2 separate regions of the Mus musculus genome follow, and region 1 is linked to region 2. Evidence: chromatin contacts called from public Hi-C data. All regions are on one chromosome and are shown on one strand. Each heading gives the region's core, a stretch centred on a gene start, on an enhancer-like site or on the middle of the called end of the contact. The rest is flanking DNA. Distances are from core to core; before and after follow the strand shown. Region 1 overlaps Lrmda (leucine rich melanocyte differentiation associated). Region 2 overlaps Lrmda (leucine rich melanocyte differentiation associated).

Region 1 (5,223 bases), core at 221-2,720, 170 kb before region 2:
CTGCCTCACTGAGTTTTCTAAGATTTATGCTTTAGGCAATAATTTGAAAGGCTTTAACTAAGCATGTATTCGCTGAATATGAAAGGAGAAAAGAAGACCATACATTCTTCCCAGGGAGGTCTCAGCTCCTGAATTTGGGAGTCTTGTAACACAGAGCAAAGCCATTTATTCCACAGGAATTGTAGAGAGAGGGATCCAGGCCCAAGAAAGCATTCAAGGTTTAGTGTAGAACAGACAAAGGAAGAGGGTCCAGGGTCACAGATACACTTGAGAGGACAACAGGACACAGTCCTGGTAGACAGGACAGCTGTGGTGGAGGCTTCTCACAGCCTCATCTCAGCAGAAGGACGCCTGATGCAGAAATAAGCCCTTAAGCCCTTTCATTTGGATGACCTTGGACTCAACTCTCCTAATCCCCCTCCAACTCCCTTGGCGAATCTGGACGTCAAGGCTGAGGTTTAGATCCTGGAATCTGTCATTGGGATTAGGCTCCCTTCAGCCACAAAGTGGAATAGAAAAGGCCGGGGAGTGACGTTGGGGGCTTATTACCCATGTCCAAAGAATATTATCTCATCCTTAGAAGGACTTTGAAACCCAAGGTGGAGATATCAGATCTTGGGATAATTACAGAACAGCCAAGTCCTGAATTACAAAAAGCCACATTAAAAAAAAAAAAAAACAAAAAAAACAAACAAACAAACAAAAAAACCAAATGTATCTGCTCAGTATAATGTGTAAAGAAAAAAAGATTTCTACATGCATTCTAATTTTTAGTCATGGGCTGTTTAGGAAAAGATTAAGTTACAAAGGATTCATTTCTTCCTTGTATTGAGAACAGCTCCATGGCCAACTTGCGACTTGTGCTTAGATGAGAGGGCCGGGACAGGAAGAGCGGGGACTCTGTTTGTACAAACGAAATGTTCAGTGGGAAGAAAACTGACCCTGGGAGGAAAGCGTCTCCCTCTCCCTCTTCTTCCAAGCTCTGTGGGATTAATGTGCAACTTTGTTCATATAACTGCTACAAACAGTTCACTGTGTAGGCCAAACACTCTCTAATGCAGTAAAATTAAGAAATAATACACTTTGAAAGTGATTTATGAGTGCGGTTAAACTGCCAGATTTACAAAGAAATAGTTCAGATCTTGGGAAGCCTCAGGAGTCACGTCAAAAATGAACTTGACCATGATTTAAACTGCTACTTTTCTTACATGACATTTAATATGTGTACTTTAGAGGCCCATATGTCTTTAATAAAATAGCATTAAGTTTTAAATATGATATGAATGCAGCCAGTTTCTAAATTCATAACCTTTTCCACAACTCCAAAATGCTAACCAATAAGGGAGTCATACACGCAATAAAACATAAACCTTAGAAAATAGCTTTTTATTAAAATGGTTAGGCAGTTGGCAGCTGGGTTGCAGTGTAATAAATACTTACAGCGCTGTGGGTTTATCAGACGTTGTTTACCCTGCTAGCAACTGGGACCAGACAACTAATTATAGACCCTGTGCAAAGGCACTCCACGCTCAGTCCCCAAAGTGTGTCAGAGAGCGAGAGGAGCTATGCTGAGAGTCTCCATCCAAGGACTGCTATTCAGCTTCCTTGCCAGCAGTTAAAGGTGACCTTGGGCAAGTCCCCCCATTTCTCTGACTTTGAGCTGTGTCATGGTGGCAACAGTACCATCTGCCAGATAGATATATGTTGATAATAGCAGACTATAGTAGTGGGTCCGTTAAAAACCAAACCACTGTTGGGGGCTAGAGAGGTGACCCAGGGATTAAGAACATTGGCTAGGCAATAATGAAGACTGGAGTTTAGGCCCCAGCACCCTTATATCAAGCCGGACACTCCACAGATACCTGAAGCTTCAGCTCTGAGGGACCAGATAATAGCACAAGAGCATGTACATACACACACACACACACACACACACACACACACACACACACACACATGGGCATATACATCTGTAAGTGCATGTACACACCCATAAACAAATAGAATTAAAGAAATCTTTAATAGGTTTTAAAAAAATCAATTCTCTAAAAGCTCTTCCTGTTGTTAATGAGTTAATTTAGGCCAGATCTTCCTTGACAATCTATTCTGAGTCCCAGAAGCACTTAGGAAAGTTGAGTCTCTCACCAGGGCTCCCTGGCATCTTTGTAGAATGATTTGGAGGACATGAGCCTTAGTCACCTCTCATAAGGCAACGGCATGTTACAAATGACAGGAGATATTGGTTCCCCGGCATGAGGGCCAGTCCTTCCTTGTTCCTAGAGATGAGGGTGAACTACTCCACGTGGTTTCTTCTTGCCTTTGTGTTTGGAAATTTTGATGCGTTACAATAAAAGAATTTTCAGGGCTCCAGCTGCTGTTCCTGTATGTGTAACTGTGTCAGCAGCATGTCGGATGTGGGACTTCCCAGGCTCTGTATCCTTGCCCACCTGTGTATATATATATATATATATATATATATATATATATATATATATATATATTATATTATATTATGTATATATATATAATATATATATATATTATATTCTGACCTACCTGTGAAGTTTGGATCACAGACATGTGTGTGGTACTCAGACTAAGAGCCCAAAGTACCGTTTTATTTTATTTTTATACATTTAAAAAAGTGTTAAGATCCTATTAAGGGATATTGTGGTGGTTTGGATGAAAATGGTCCCCCATAGGCTCATAGGGAGTGGCGTTGTTTAAAAGGATTAGGACATGTGGCCTTGTTAGTTTAGGTGTGGCCTTGTCAGAGGAAGTGTGTCACTGGGGATGGGTTTTGAGGTTTCAGAAGCTCAAGGCAAGCCCAATGGCAGACTCTCTTCCTGCTGATCAGGATGTAGAACTGTCAGCTACTTTTCCAGCACCGTGTCTCCCTGCATGTCACCATGTTTCCTACCATCATGTTAATGGACTAAACCTCTGAACTGTAGTCCAGCCCCAGTTGCTGTGATAATGGTGTCTTTTCACAGAATGAAACTCTAGCAAGACAGATATTAACAAGGAAACTCATTTCTATCCACTCTCCACATGCCAACTACACAACCTTCCATTCTCTTCTCTTGCCCTCTCCATGGTTTTTGTATATCAAAAACTTCAAACTTCACTTTCTAGCTCACACTTTTCTCATTTTTTTTCTGTATTCTTCCACATATTCCTATCACAAACTGTGCAGTTCTCTGTCGAATTTGATCTGTGAGCCATCAATTACCATACCATGTTGTTCTTGTTTCTTGATTTTAGTCTTATGCACAATGCTGGCAGTGTGTATCAAGATCTGTGTAAGCAACCATGCTCGTTTCCTTTATGATGCTTACCTAGAATAACAGCATCCCCAAGCCTGCTGGAAGGCAGGATGTAACTCTATAAACCTTAGGTGCTAGGTTAAATTCCCAGGTGCTACTTTTCAAGCTGATGGTCTGTTTCAGGTGAGACATTTCACCCAACAAGGTTTGCGAGAAGTGGGTCTTAAGTTATGTTTAATACTTCAAGACCCTCTTTGGAGCAGGTTTCATGGAGTCTTATTGGCTGGCATGGCTTGGCAACTATGGGCTTAGGCTCTGTAGGTGCTCCTACAAAGCACACATTGACCTGTTAAGTTGCAGTCCAAGGGAATTATGGGTTCCCCTGAGCATCCCGAAAATTATTAACAGCATGCAGTCTTGATCAGTGTGAATGTGCGTTCAGACTGTTAGCCAAATCTTTGCATAATACCAATCATTCTACCTATAAAAGCACAAATATGTTATTGTTCTCAATAGGCAATTTAATGCAGCTTTGGGGAGGAAAAAAAGAGAAAAGAAGATTACAGGCTGGCTGATCTTGCTTTTATTTCTCTTAAATCTCCCCACACTTCTCAGGGGTTATACTTGTTTAAACATTGTTTGCAACTGTGCAGCCTGTGTGATTTGGAAAGCAAATCAAACTAAACGCAACGTCTTCAGCATGTGCTGTTTTTAAAGGATTTCATGCATTCATTCCAAATATATATTTCTCCCCGAGTGGTTCTGAACCTATAATCTTTTCCTTGTTACATTTCTTTTGGCAGGAAGGGGGGCCAAGGAGGTGACTTGGTTGGGAGTGGAAGGCTCCTATTAAGAGCTACCTCCTCCTTGTGCGGTGTTATTCACAGTAGCGCTATTAGGGCTAATTATTTTCAGGTTTCTATCAAAGGGGGATATTTGAGCTGACAAAAATACATTATTTGGAAGAAAAATGGCCTGTTTAAATAAGAAAGGGATCATTATTATCTACACTTTCCCTTCTCCTCCCAGTTACCAGCCTTTATTGGGAAGAGGGGCTGGAAAGTCAGGGAAGGTTTCTGGAGACCTCAAAGATACTTGGTACCCTAAGAAGGGAAGATATATTTTTTTCTTTTTGTCATAGCCTAATTTGATTACTCATTGGTGAACTAGTGTTAGTCTAAAATTTTCTGGTTATGATGTGTGATAGAAAGATTATTGGTTGGTACATTGAGGGTAAGAGTCAGGAACGACTACTAAAACAAATGTTGCCCAGATCTTGGCAGTGTGAATGGGCCAGGCCACTGAAAATTCCTAGGTGGAGAATGGGGTGTGTGTCTAATCAGGGACCGAGGCTCTTTGTGTACAATGACTCTATACTTTTCTTGTCCCGTGGGGTCCTCCAATGAACTCTGCTGGTTGATGGAGCAAGATTGAGAGTGTGGAAGATTGTGTGAGAGTCACTGGTCTTAAAATGAAAGCAACACTTCTGCCTATCTCCTATGGTCCAGAAGTTAGGGGAATAAGCCTCCTTAACAGAAGAAGGGTCTGAAAAATGAGACTTCTGGGGGATTTTAACATGTATCTCCCTAATTGCAAGCTGAATCTTGCATTCTCAGGACCTTGGAATGGGATGTGGGACTTTGAAGAATGGATGGAGTCCAAACAAGGCTGCAAGGGTGATATTAACCCAGTCTGCCTTGTGTCCTGATATAAAGGGAGATTAAGGTACACAAAGTTTACACCGGGATCTTCCTCGGCACAGAGGAACTACCATTGAAAGAGGAAACAAGGGAATAACACCTTGATCTTGAATGTTTAGCTCTGAAGGGCTAAGAAAATAAATGTTCGTCAGTTAAGCCATCTACTCTATGGTGACTTAGCCCTGAAAAGTGAATGCATTGGCTTCAGTGAATCCCTTCCAGCAGATGTGAACTCTTGGCGAACTCTGCAGCCCTGA
Region 2 (5,013 bases), core at 1,228-3,727:
TACCTTTAATGTTCTGAAACTCAAACACCTTGCGTTGTTCACCCCCATACTTGCATTTATCAGTGCCATTTATTTAAGATTTGTTTTCTATTTTGTGTTTGCACATTGGTCATTCATTCATTTAGCCTGACTATTCATGCTGTCCTGTGAGTTTTCCGTGTGGTTTGTTTCCTCAGTTAAACTTTGGTCTAGCTGGGGGATGTATTTAACATCCAGGACTTCTCAGCTTTCGGAGTGTCCTAAATGGAATGGCCTACAATCAATGCTGTTCAGACACATGATAATGATGCAACAATATTTAAAGCCACCAAGAGTTGAATGTGGCATTCATGAATACTGCATAAGATCCTCCTTCAGAAGCTTTTATAGAGATCCTGTCCTTTTTGTAAGGTACTGGGATTTGTAGTTAGAAAGCTAAAAATGAGTCTGATAACTCCAGTCTTCAAGAAGCTTACCAAAAGGACCTTCCACACAACCATCCTAGCATTCAGGACTAACTAATAGAGTCCTTTCCTACAGACCTTCAATCTCATGACAACACCCCCACCCTGTGGTTGCCTGCTATCTCCTTGAAGAGTTCACGGACTCCGAACTCACTACTGCCCTTTCTGGCCAAGGTAACATCATGGCCACTCAAATTCTAGGTGGAGGGATATGTCCTAATGAAGAGCCATAGTCTCTTATACTGTCAAGGAGCCATGGAGACCATCTTCAAGCTAGAAAGTTGAAAGATGATGGGAAGTGGACTAGAAATGTAAAGTTCCTTTGTTGGCTCAGAGTCATGGCAACATAAAGGCAAAGGGCATGCTGTGAGACTATCTCATGTAACAGTGGCAGGCTGGAGACAAGGTCAAAGGACCTGTTAGAGACAGACAGGAGCAATGATTTGGAAGACCTTGAATGCTCTCCACATGTCAGGTAAGGGGATGGCCCTTATGAAAGTCATAATTCTACCTCTCACAAGTAGTTGGCTGAGTAAATCCCTATCTGTAATCAAATCTGCCATGTGTCCCTGTACCCATAGCCCATAACTCAACTGGACAATTACCCCTACACCCCCCCACACATACATCCCTCCCCCCCCCCCCCACACACACACCATGGTTTTCCTTCAGTTCAAAGACACATGGTTGGACGAGGAATTATTATAGGGCCCTCTGCTGGCCTGATTTTCCAAGCAGATCTGGTTCATGGGCATCACAGCTCTGTGGGGAAGCTATGTCCGTCTGCCTTACCTGACAAAGCCTCTGAGTGCTGCTTACACTGCTGGACATGTGCCAAGTGGTGTACCACCTCAGAGAGAGAGGGAGGGAGAGGGGGGAGAGAGGGGGAAGAGAGGGAGAGAGAGAGAGAGAGGGAGAGAGAGAAGGAGAGAGAGAGAGAGAGAGAGAGAGAGGGGGAGAGAGAGAGAGAGAGAGAGAGAGAGAGAGAGAGAGAGAGCTGATTTGGGGTTGGGACAGGTGTGGGTCAGTGATAAACAGGTCTTTGCCCATGATTTTGTCTCTCCCTATGATACTGAACCCATCACTAGCAAAGAAATTTAATGCAATGATTTCTCCAAAAGCCATCGAACCCCATTGTAGCCCTGCCTGAACATATAAATATACCCTTCCTGAGGACATATTTGCATTTTTGGGTGAAAGAAATCCATATATATGGCAAAGATGTCTCTGTAATTATAGAAAGTTTATTTCTGTCCCCAGATGTCAGCAATCAAATTCCCCATAAATATATTTTGTGTAAATCTGTCGGCAGCTGGTCTCCATTCAGTTTTCTGGAGATATTAGCCTGTCTTTGAGTTTATGACAAAGTTAAAAATTATTCATTAAACTGACCTGCAGTATATTCAGTAACTGGAAAATTGCCTTGCCGTTCTATTTGGTTTGTAGATGTGATCACAAGTAAATTTTTAACTTAATTAATTGGCCGTTTCTGTTGACAAGAAATTTATGTGGTAATAATTTGCTCGAAATAGATGCCGACTGTAGGAAATGAGATATCCATCATGGGCTTGTGTTCCAGCAGCTGCACAGTGGCTATTATGAAAGTATTTCAGCCTGCGTCGACCCCAGTGTTTGTGCAGTCAAGATTATATATACCCACGATCCATGGCCTGCCAGAGAGGCGCTGGTGGAGGTCTATGATAACAAAGACTCCGTGATTTATGGCTTGCTGTGAAAGCAGAGCTTGATGAGATTAAACAATTTCATAGCACAAGTGTTTCTCAAGACCTGATTTGTAGTTGCAAGCTGATGGTAAATCACATTTATATATCTGCAAGCGTGCTCAGCAGAGGACTGCAATTACAGTTTAAGACAGCTACTTTTTATTTAATTTTTATCCTGGTTTTGTCTCTTTTATATCCCCCTTCGTCTGCAAACCGTTCACCTTCACAAGTCCTTTCGTGGTTAGGAGGCCAAAGATTGAAGTCAGTGATCTTCTTCTTGTCCTCTTGCCAGCTGGGAGGGAGGGGGGGTGGAGTTCTCAGAGCAGTGCGGACTGGCTCAAACTGGCTTTGACTGGTGTGAGCTCTTTGTTCTATTCTGTGTCCTGTTTGCCTTCCTCAGGGTGTATAGCAGACACTTGTGCTACTTGGCACACAGATGGAGGCCAGAAGCCGTCCTCATCCTGGTTGGGAGGGCATCATCTTGTACATGATGTCTGGGAAAGATGGGGATTGCTTTCATTTTGGAAGTCAGAGTGCAGTGTAGTAGGGGAATGAGGAAGCTCACAGCTGGCTCCCCTTGAATGTGACATTGGAACTGTGCTTTTCATGCAGACCCCTGAGGACTAAACTCTGGAACCAGTCCACTTAGTCACTTAGTGATCTAAAAAAAATGATCTACTGTGGCCTCATCTCTGTGCTAAGTAAGCAATAGGACAAACATCTCTGCCTTCCTCACAATACATGGGTGTGTGTGTGTGTGGCTAATAATAATAATGACAATGATAATAACATAGTCTTAAATGGTTGGTGCTTACATTACTGGAGGTTGGAAGGGAAGAAAACAGCATCACTCCTAGCTGAGGAGGCAGAGAGAATGAACAAGGCAGGGACTTACAAAGTAGATTGTAATTTAAGTAGTGGGAAGAGAGTTCTGGACATTGCAATGGTTTGTATAGTCGAAGACGTGGGCTCAACTATGATAATTGTATCACTGGATAATTGTAACAACGGTATAATAATAGCAGTACACATTTCCAGTACATCATCTTACTTACTCTTGGAAACCCAGACCTTGAACATTCTTGTGATCTTTGATTCTCGAATGTTTTGTTGTCTTTCACCATGGAATGGTGAAACGAGCAAGAAAGCATTGTGCCTCTAGGCCATCAGTCAAAGCTCGAAGAGCTCTGGCTGTTCACATGGGCCTGGTATAAACACAGTCACTGGGTAGAGGGACTCAGAGAAAGTCACAGGGACAGGAGGTGATGCGATGAAGAGGGCTGAGATGGGAGTGCACTTTGATGATGGAAAGAAAGAAATGCAGGAGAGACAGGGCAGGGGCAACTCCAAGCATTTCTACTCCTCACAGCATCCAAAAGAAGCAGCTTGATTTCACCTACCAGGACCTGTTTACAAATGGCTAACATTCAAACAGTAAGTCTGTGCTCTTTTAAGACACAGAAGCCATGGCAGTGTGTACAGAAAACCTATACAAGAGCTAGCACATTTTACTGGGCTCCACATTGAGTCTGTAACTGATTTTAGTAGGATAGTGAAGGAGGTGTTTTTGATTTCTGTATTTTCCCAATTCTGTACTAGTTGCAAGGCTGGTAGTATTTCTGCCTATTTTGCTCACAAACCTCTAGTGCCTAGGACAAAACACAAGATGTACTCACATCCATTAGATACGAGTTCGGGGATTAAGTGAATGATTTCATTCTGTCTGTGGAATATGGTTGGCCATTCTCTTCAGGATTCAGCTTCTCCCAAGCCAGACTGCTTATGTCTGAACTGGCCATTTATGAGACACAAAGGAAGAAATGCCTCTCCATTTCTTATGGTCTAAAAACTTATAATATCTCAATGTAGTAAGGAGGTCATTAAAGCCTGGACTGAGAACCTCTAATAGATGTATACTAATGTGTGGCTAATTGTGGTATGTGTATACACATATGCATACATACATGTATGTTTTCATAGATTATATTTTGTCTTGGCAACAAGAAAGTGGGTGAATTTTATACAGAACTTTACCCCATGTTCGTTTTGTCTTATATTTTTTATAAAGTGTTTTCTTTCTTAAATCCCCATCCTTTCTAGATATTTTTTTCAAAAAGATTTCTTTATTTTTATTTTGTGTGTATGAGTGTTTTGCTTGCATTATGTATGTACACCATGTGTGTGCCTGGTGCCCATGGAAGCCAGAAGAGGGCATTGGATACCTTGAGCTGTTTTGGCAGATGGTGGTAAGCCCTTGGTAGGTGCTTGGACCTAAGGACAGTTCCTCTACAAGAACAGCCAGTGCCCTGAACCACTGAGCTATCTCTCCAGGCCCATCCATGGTATTTTCTACCTATTTGTTATTCTAGGTTTTGTGCCCCTGGAGTCTTTTAGCTGGGTGCCTTCAAGCCCAGGCTTCTTCATCAAGACAGCACAGATGCTAAACTGACCAATGAAGTTCTTTATTGGGGAACAAGCCAATCCTCTATCTTTGGCCAGGCTTCCAGAAACCTGCTTGAAAAATCTGGGGAAAGCAAGAGAGCTGTTTCTCCCTCTAGGGTACTAGTGTATTAGCCTCCCAATAAAAGTTAATTGAATTTAATTTTATGTTTTAAGTGTGATGCATTTTAAAGTTCTCCCCAGTGCTAGAGTCCCCATTGAAAAAGCAGTAAATTCATATTATTAAACCACCAAATGTAATTCAGCTCAAATAAGCATATTTGGCAATCTTTATTCTGGGTGTGTGGGACTGACCTTGCCTTGAAACTAAATCACTCCATCCCAGACAAAGTCTGTTTGGAGTTAATTGAGGAAGCAGTGGAGAAGTGCAGTGGGTCACTCGGAGC

Evidence for each region. Hi-C and Micro-C count contacts between places; a contact is called where the count stands out from the background.
Region 1: a Hi-C map of uterus shows a contact between it and region 2, with 8 times the contacts expected there. The contact joins two enhancer-like sites. A contact is called at or near these places in 4 of 484 Hi-C or Micro-C datasets (the Patski cell line, nephron progenitors and uterus), 3 of 115 datasets of contacts at active chromatin or transcription factors (acute myeloid leukemia, bone marrow-derived dendritic cells and vascular smooth muscle cells) and 3 of 9 other capture datasets (adipose tissue, embryonic stem cells and pancreatic islet).

The regions. Positions count from the first base shown.
Region 1 is chr14:22,608,416-22,613,638 of GRCm38.p6, forward strand. All of the region lies in intron 5 of Lrmda (leucine rich melanocyte differentiation associated), which reads left to right. Among named protein-coding and RNA genes, the nearest start is that of 4930405A10Rik, 68 kb to the left of the region's middle. Within about 2 kb of position 1,471, at least 15 of the 459 cell types and tissues checked have an H3K27ac peak or open chromatin away from gene starts, as enhancers often do. A contact at or near this core is called in uterus, where this site is marked.
Region 2 is chr14:22,781,349-22,786,361 of GRCm38.p6, forward strand. All of the region lies in intron 5 of Lrmda (leucine rich melanocyte differentiation associated), which reads left to right. All of the region lies in intron 1 of Gm30926 (a long non-coding RNA gene), which reads right to left. Among named protein-coding and RNA genes, the nearest start is that of Gm30926, 18 kb to the right of the region's middle. Within about 2 kb of position 2,478, at least 60 of the 459 cell types and tissues checked have an H3K27ac peak or open chromatin away from gene starts, as enhancers often do. A contact at or near this core is called in uterus, where this site is marked.